Regions from separate parts of the Rattus norvegicus genome. Here region 2 is linked to region 1. The links are chromatin contacts, called in public Hi-C maps. All regions are on one chromosome and are shown on one strand. Each heading gives the region's core, a stretch centred on a gene start, on an enhancer-like site or on the middle of the called end of the contact. The rest is flanking DNA. Distances are from core to core; before and after follow the strand shown.

Region 1 (3,768 bases), core at 1,217-3,716:
CTGGAGATGCAGAAAGCATCCACTTCCTCAAGCTGTGCAGGCCAGTAAGGCAGGGAGCCCGCAGCAGGCTTACAGGGATGTACTGCTACACCAGAGCAGAGTTAGTGGTGATGAGCATTCACACCAGAGGGAAGAACTTTTACACGCCATCTAGTTTTTCCTTTATTATTCTTTTAAAACAGGGCCTTAGGTTATGTTCCCAAACTCCAGGGTTTAAATAACCCTTTTGCCTTTGCATCCTGAGAAGGGGGGACTAAGGGCATGCACCTCTGAACCCAATTTTACCACTGATTTAGGGGGAAAAAAGACAGTGAAATGTGCTTCACAAATCACATAAAGGACACAAGTGCTTTAAAAAAAACCCTAAACAAGCTGGAACTACGGCTCAGTTGTAGAGTGCTAGCTTTACATGATGAAGCCCTGGGGCTGTGCCCAGCAGCATGAAAACGGGATGCACTGGTGTATACATACATAATCCCACCACTCAGGAGGTGAATGTAGAAAGGTTAGAACTCCAAGGTCATCCTTAGTAATAAATACACCAGAGGTGAGCCTCCTCGGCTCACCAACCGTGAAGAAAGAAACCACAGCCAGGGGCTCCTAGTGCAAGAGCAGCACAGCCAGGCTTCCTGAGGGCATACCTGCACTGGCCTTCATGGTCTCAATGATCACGTCAGTCATTTCCCGACGGCCAAGGTGCTGGTGGATGATTGCTGCTTTTTCCCCTGGCGACTTCCCTTCGAGGCAGGCGGCTGCTGAAGCCAACGTCTTCTTTTTGATCTCCTCATTGGACATCTCTCCAGCTGAAGAACACATGAAAGATTAATACCTTATGACAGAACAAACTCCTCTCACTTCTCAGCACTCCAATCAATAGGTTTTCTTCTCCTCTGCTGCTCTTTCCTTCCGATGAGGCGGTTTTGTTTTGTTTTTTTGCATTGTCTGCCTCAGTCTCTCTAGGAGTCCTACAAAGTCAGACAGCATTCATCCCAAAAAGCTCTGGAACAATGCGGCCATTCTAGTGACTTTTGACAAACTCACAGGGATAAAAGCCTTTCATGGGGACTACACCCAGATGAACTACCATGAGTTGCATCCCAAAACCTGTGAGTCTATGTCGTGGCCAAAATGCAAGTCTCATGAATAAGGGGTCTTTAAGAATCCCTGAGTTGTGACTGAAATTACCTTAACATCAGCTCTGAGGCAGACTTCAGGCTTGTCCAGTCCAGCACTTACCCAGACAACCCAGCACACAGTAGGAGCTTTCACTCTAGGCTTTGCTGATAAAGGTTTACATACTGGCTCTGTATGAAGTTACCTGTTTGTACCTGGTGCCAACTTAATTTGACTTTCAGATCTAGGGGTTACTTTGAGCTCTTGATAGCTGCTTGAAATACATCAGTCATTTGAGTCCGAAAGGACAAGACCACAACTCACTCTTCTACTGCAGCTCTAAAGGCTGCAGTGTCCAGTGATGCCATTCTTCCTAGAACAAGCACCAGCTTGGCTCTCCCAACTAAGTAAGTGGTCCCATTTCTCTTTTCCTTAATTTACCACATTTAGCTCCTATGCCACAAATTAGAGACCCAAGTCTGATTCAGGGCACGACCAAACTCTGACAGATACCTGGCGATCGCTCTCCCACACACACCTTTTCTCTGTCTGTTTGTTTAGACAGGTTTCCCTGTAACCCAGACTGGCTTGTGGTTGCCGGTCCTCCTGCCTCCACCTCAGGAGCCTCAATGTTATTCAGGTAATGTTGTGACAACCAAAGGAGAGCCGAAGCTGCATGGTCCACTAAGGAAATCTGTGGCCGGTGGTGAAAACGTCAGATTCTCGGGCCCGGCTAGGTCAGAACCCGTGTCTCCAGCCACTCAGACCTAACTTGGGGTATTAACCACTGGCCTGTCTGCCAGTTTGGAAAAGGCGCACAGCATCCCCCCCACCCCCCGCCCCAGGCCGCGCTTTCTCGCAGCGAGGGCGACGTCGAGCAGAGGCACCTGGCAAGCCCGGGGGCCGGTAGAGCGAGGGCTACCGACCCGCCGACCCGCCGACTCGCCGACCCTGCGCGAGGCCGCGGACTCACCGGCAGCGCTGAAGCCGAAATCGGCGGGGACCGGCGAGTGACCCGCGAGCTCCAGTCGGATGACCACCAGTGACACACTCATAGGATAGGCGCTGGTCGGCGTGGGCTCCGGCTGGCTGACGGAAGGCTGCGGGCCGAGCCCAGAGGCCGAGCGGCCCGCGGTCGGCAGCCCCGCCACCGCCTCAGAGCCGCGGCCGCCGCCTCAGCAGCGGCAGCCCCTCTCGCGCAGCCGGCCGAGCCACAACAACCTCCACTTCCGCCTCTCGGCCGCCGTCTCTGACCCGCAGGGTCGCGCACGCGCACGCGCACGCGCGGGCGGGAAGGGGCGAGGCCCAGGGCGCGCATGCGCCGTTGGTAGCCGCTTCTGAACCTTGGCTGACCGTCTGGACACAGTATTGTCCGAGGAGCGTGCGCAGTCCGTGCAGAGCGTTCTGGCTTGGTTTTTTTTTTTTTTTTTTTGCGCTTGACCCCTCTCTTCGTTTGTCCCGCCTAGTTTTCCCACAGGGTTCACCGAGACTCTGAGGGTTCGAGGAGACTCTGAGGGTTCCTGGGTCTTCGACCTCAGGGTTTGTAACTTTATGCAGGTATGGCTATGGGCTGGTTAGGAACACAGTGTCTTCATCAATGTTTTTCTGAGAGCCGGACACTGCGGGGCTGTGTGGGATGATGCTTTTGCAAACACAGAAAACAGACCCAGACAGGACAACCTTTGGCACTCGTGCGATCCTGAGCTAGTTGATCCTGACCTAGTCGCGGCATAACCACACGGGTGTGTGAAATGAAACGCATTTAGGAGACAGGGATATATAGATCATGGTTAAATTTGGTTTTGTTGTTTAGTTTTGTTTTTGGTTTTTATTTGTTTTGTTTTTGAGTCAGTTTCTCCATGAATTCCACGTCCTGGAATGCATTCTGTAGACCGGGCTGGCCTCAAACTCAGGGATCTGCCTGCCTCTGCCTCCGGAGTTGTGGGATACAGTTCTGCCCCACCACTGTCTGGCCATGGTCTAGTTGTTTTGAGGTTTTGAGTTCTCTCTATATTGGAAACAGATGTCCTTGAACTTCTGACCCTCCTGCCTCTTCCACCTCACCAGGGCTAGGGTTACAGGATTCTGCTGAAGGCTTTGTGCTTCACAAGATGGCAGGATAGAGCACACTGAGGAATGTACTTCGGTGGTAGAATGCTTGGGGTATAGGTTCTGGGTTCAGTGTCTAGTACACACACACACACACAGGAAAAAAGAAAGAAAGAAAGAAAGAAGGAAAGAGAGAAAGAAAGAAAGAAAGAGAAAAATACAGGTAAAATCAGTGCATATATGGAAAAAAATGACATGCTATACATGCCACAGTGTAAGAGGTGTGGGAGAGGCCGTGTACAAATCGCACCTGTAATAGGAACACACGATACATAGAGGTGCTTATGCTTTTTCCTATGTAATATGTCTCATACCCTTTTAATGCCAGGGTTTCCCAACTTCTCACACTTCACGTCCTAATAACCCTTTCGGGGTGAATGTATGTGCACCATAGCTGTCAGGAGTACTCTCACCTAGTGGTAACCACCAAAAACTGTGCCCAGATATCACTAAATGTCCCTCCTGTGGCCCAAATCACCACACACACACACACACACACACACACACACACACACACACACACACACACGAGAATAATGGGCTTAT
Region 2 (4,067 bases), core at 1,286-3,785, 39 kb after region 1:
GAGTAACTTGTTTTTGCTGTAGACATCAACTCCCTTCCTGTATTTCTGGGGCCGCTGTCCCCCTCCTTAGCGATGACCCAGTTAGAAGCCTAAGGCCTGGGAACGGGACCAGCAGCTAGCCCTAACCTAAGCAAGGTATACAGATGTCCAAAGAACCTGCATCTTGGTCTTTCAGGTGGCCATGGTGAAGTACAGTTCAAAGATGTGCGTGTGCCTAAGGAGAACATACTTCTGGGCCCTGGCCGAGGCTTTGAGATCGCTCAGGGCAGGCTGGGGCCCGGTCGGATTCATCACTGCATGAGGTTGATCGGGTATTCAGAGAGGGCCCTGGAACTCATGAAGACACGGGTGAGTCCCCGCCTTGTGCCCACATTGACTCAAAGCCCCTGTTGCTGGCTGGAGAATTCCAACGCTGGTACCCTTCTGAGAACAGACCTCGGGGATGGTGTTCCCTCCCAGAATCTCCATCTCTGCTTTGCACGTGCTTTACTTGGCCACAGCTGGCTTCCAGAGAGGGATGGGTACCCCTCTGTCCAGGTGGCCAGATGCCAAGGCAGGCTTTATGGTGGCCGAGGGCAAGGTTCCAAAACCCAGAGGATTATGGGCAACCAGGAGCCATTTGTGTTCCCAGCACATCCCCAGGGAGGTCCTGCATGGCCTGTTGTGCCCCTGGGGGTCACAGCACCTGGCCCTGTGCATGACAGCTTCCTTGTTCAGTACATCCAGACATGGCTGGCGTCTTATGCCTATAGTTCTAGCACTCGGAAGCTCAGGCAGGAGGATTGCTGAAACTCCAAGACCAGCCTACAGACTGTGTCCACAGTATGACATTGTCTCAAACAACAAAAGTCATTTGCCATGGGCCCCTTAAAGGCTGGGGTCTCTGCCACCACCATGGCGGCAGAGTGAGGATCCGCAGGAAGTTAGAAGGTGGTTCAGTTAGGTGTGACCAAGTCGGTTGAGACTTCATGAGTCTTACCCCGAGCAGTTTGTTTTCGGCATCTTTAAGCACCACACAATTCAGTGGAAACTTATTCTGGAGATGAGTAATCCTGAGTACACATAAAAAAGAATCCTGGAATCCCTCGGAGGAACAAAGCACGCTAAATATATGTCAGAAGTGACTCCATCGAGACTCTGTAAAGACCGTGTGACATCCTCCATAAAGACAGTTCTATACATTGCTCGAGAGATAAAAGCCTATAAGGCGCTGGGGGAGGGTTTCTGTGCAGGAGGATCTGGTGTGGTCTCCAGTCACACAGATAGCACAAAGGTCCCAGACTATTCACTGCATCCTCTCTCCTAGCTCAGGGTCTCTTAACAGCCATGCTGGTCTGGAACTCTCCATGTAGGCAGAGGTGACCTTGTTGGGACTCAGGTGCAGGCACCAGACCATCCCTGATTGGAACGTAACTTCATGGTATACAGATGAACTCACTGTGTTCCTAAATTATATTTATTTATATTTAGATATTTAATATATAAATTATATGTTATATTTATTGTTTTTAAAGCAGGCTGCTAGGGACAGATGTCATGATGTTTGCCTTGCACCCCAGAACTCTGTAGGCAGAGGCAAGTGGGTCTCTTTGTGACAGAGGCCAGAGCAAGTTCCAGGACAGCCAGGGCTACCTGAAAGGCCCTGTCTCAAATGAACAACTGGGCAGAGATTACTGAACAGTGTGTGGACTGTCGCTGTGTTTTCAATGGCCGGAGAGAGAACAGTGAGTCGGCCCAGCACATAAAGGCATCTGCTGAGGCTCATGAAGTGAGATTGACTCCTGGGCGGAAGGGGAGATTCAACTCCTCCAAGTTATCCTCTAACCCTCACGCTCATATAAGACTTTAAAACTATATCTATGCGCACCTTTAAATGCATGCAGAAAGTGTGGAAGCACAGATAAGAATCGTGTGTTTTGAGATGGGCTCACTCTGCCGCCCAGATTGGTCTCGAGCTTTTAGACTCAAACAGCTCTCCAAACAGCTCACTCTACAGACACACCAAGGCGACAGCCACCCCCTGTCAGGTGATGGGATACTAGGTATTTTTTTCTGTCTTTTGAATGAAAATTGACAGCCATGACACAAGATATATTATTGCTGTAAAAATTATTTTCCCAGGGATAGATAAATAAAACATGTGAGAGAAGAATGCTTTTGACTCTCAACCCTTTCTAAGCTGGAACTCCAGGCTGTGAGGCTGGCCTTTGCCAGCAGATGGCGACTTGCCCCTTGGTGGAGTTCCCTCAGTCCTTCCTACTTTCCTTACCAGGAGCAGTCTTGGCCAGAAGCTGGCTGGGGCTTTCTCTCTTGCCTAACTTCAAGCCCAGGGCTTCACTAAAGGGGTCTTAGAAGTTCTGGGCCGCTCTGTGGTGGTACACACCTTTAATCCCAGCACTAGGAAGGCAGAGAGAGGTAGACGGATCTCTCTGGATCTCTCTGAAGTTCAAAACCAGCCTGATCTACAGGACTAGGGCATTGAGGGCTACACAAAGAAACCCTGTCTTGAAAAACAAAACAAAACAATGTGGCTCTCAGCTCAAAAGAAGATTGTTGGGCTGGAGAGATGGCTCAGCGGTTAAGAGCGCCCGACCGCTCTTCCAGAGGTCATGAGTTCAATTCCCAGCAACCACATGGTGGCTCACAACCATCTGTAAAGAGATCTGATGCCCTCTTCTGGTGTATCTGAAGACAGCTACAGTGTACTTATATATAATAAATAAATAAATCTTTAAAAAAAAAAAAAAAGAAGATTGTTTCAGAGTTACATGTAAGCACTGTTCAGGAATACAGATTTAAATTACCTCAGATTCCACTTTGCAATCTACTAAGTTATACAAAGTTTCTTGTTTTGTTTTGCTTTGTGGGTTTTTTTTGGGGGGGGGGTTTGCTGGCTTGTTTGTTTGTTTGTTTGTTTGTTTTTTGAGACATGGTTTCTCTCTGTAGCCCTGGCTGACCTGGAACTCACTTGCTTCTTTAAACCAGCCTGGCCTTGAACTCAAACTCGAGATCAGCCCCCCTCTGCCTCTCAAGCGCTAGGATTAAGGGGAGAGCCACAGCTGCCTGACTCTGTTGGAAGACATTATCTAACTGTATCTCTCTCTGTCTCTCTCTGTCTCTGTGTCTCTGTCTCACTCTGTCTCTGTCTCTCTCTTTCTCACACACACACACACACACACACACACACACACACACACACACACACAGCATAGACCTCATAGTCATAGAGATCCTCCTGCCTCTGCCTTTGGGATTAAGGATGTGCGTCACCACGCCCAGGCTCATGAAGTTTGAACAAAGGAGAAAGTCACAGAACACCTTCAGTTGTGTTGATGGTGCTCCAGGCGGGCGAGTCACAACACAAGCAGAACTATGTCTGCTGTGCGCCTCTGGTCCTCTCCGATGACCTCCTTAACTCTTGGGTTGGTGGAAGGTAGCGATCTCCATCTTCACATTCCAGAAGGACTTCCCTTAGTCACAAGGTTGTCACACACTGCCGTGGGCAATAAATGTCCGTTGAGGCACCAAGACAGCCCAAGATTCCTGGCTGTGGACCTGTAACATTCCAGGCTCTCCAGGATCACCAAAGCTGTAGTCAGCCATCAGCCACCGGAGAATGCGCTCTGTAGGTGTGGCATCTGTAACGACCATTGCATTGCAACCGCCCCCAACTAGCTGGCAGGCAGGCGGTTCCCACATCTGCTCTCTCCTGCGTGCCTGGCTCCCCTGCAGGTCATCCACTCTGAGCCTCCCAGGACCACTCTAGGCCCAGCTCCCGAGCCTTGTCTCCCTGGTATCCGTAGGTGATGTCCCGCACGGCCTTCGGGAAGCCCCTTGTGGAGCACGGCACCATCCTAGCAGACATTGCCCGGTCTCGTGTGGACATCGAGCAGGCACGTCTGCTGGTACTGAAAGCTGCCCACCTCATGGATGTGGCCGGAAACAAGGTGGGAGGCCTCCGAGATGACAGGAGCCATCCTGAGGGGACACTGGACTCCACCCTTCTCTCATTGTTTGGCAAACTGCGGGAAGGCTCAGCTCTTGGACACTGATGACTGCTAATGTTC

Evidence for each region. A called contact is a pair of places that touch in the nucleus more often than the background predicts.
Region 2: a Hi-C map of Schwann cells shows a contact between it and region 1, with 1.7 times the contacts expected there. The contact joins the enhancer-like site here to the promoter of Acad10 in region 1. A contact is called at or near these places in 2 of 12 Hi-C or Micro-C datasets (the Rat2 cell line and Schwann cells).

The regions. Positions count from the first base shown.
Region 1 is chr12:40,559,449-40,563,216 of GRCr8, forward strand. It overlaps Acad10 (acyl-CoA dehydrogenase family, member 10), which reads left to right and starts at 2,467. Exons shown (of 22, transcript NM_001398790.1): 1 at 2,467-2,670. Brap (BRCA1 associated protein) reads right to left here and starts at 2,278. Exons shown (of 12, transcript NM_001271194.1): 1 at 2,087-2,278; 2 at 642-803. The coding sequence starts at 2,168.
Region 2 is chr12:40,598,641-40,602,707 of GRCr8, forward strand. It overlaps Acad10 (acyl-CoA dehydrogenase family, member 10), which reads left to right. Exons shown (of 22, transcript NM_001398790.1): 18 at 176-348; 19 at 3,804-3,947. Among named protein-coding and RNA genes, the nearest start is that of Aldh2, 9.6 kb to the right of the region's middle. Within about 2 kb of position 2,536, at least 4 of the 93 cell types and tissues checked have an H3K27ac peak or open chromatin away from gene starts, as enhancers often do. A contact at or near this core is called in Schwann cells, where this site is marked.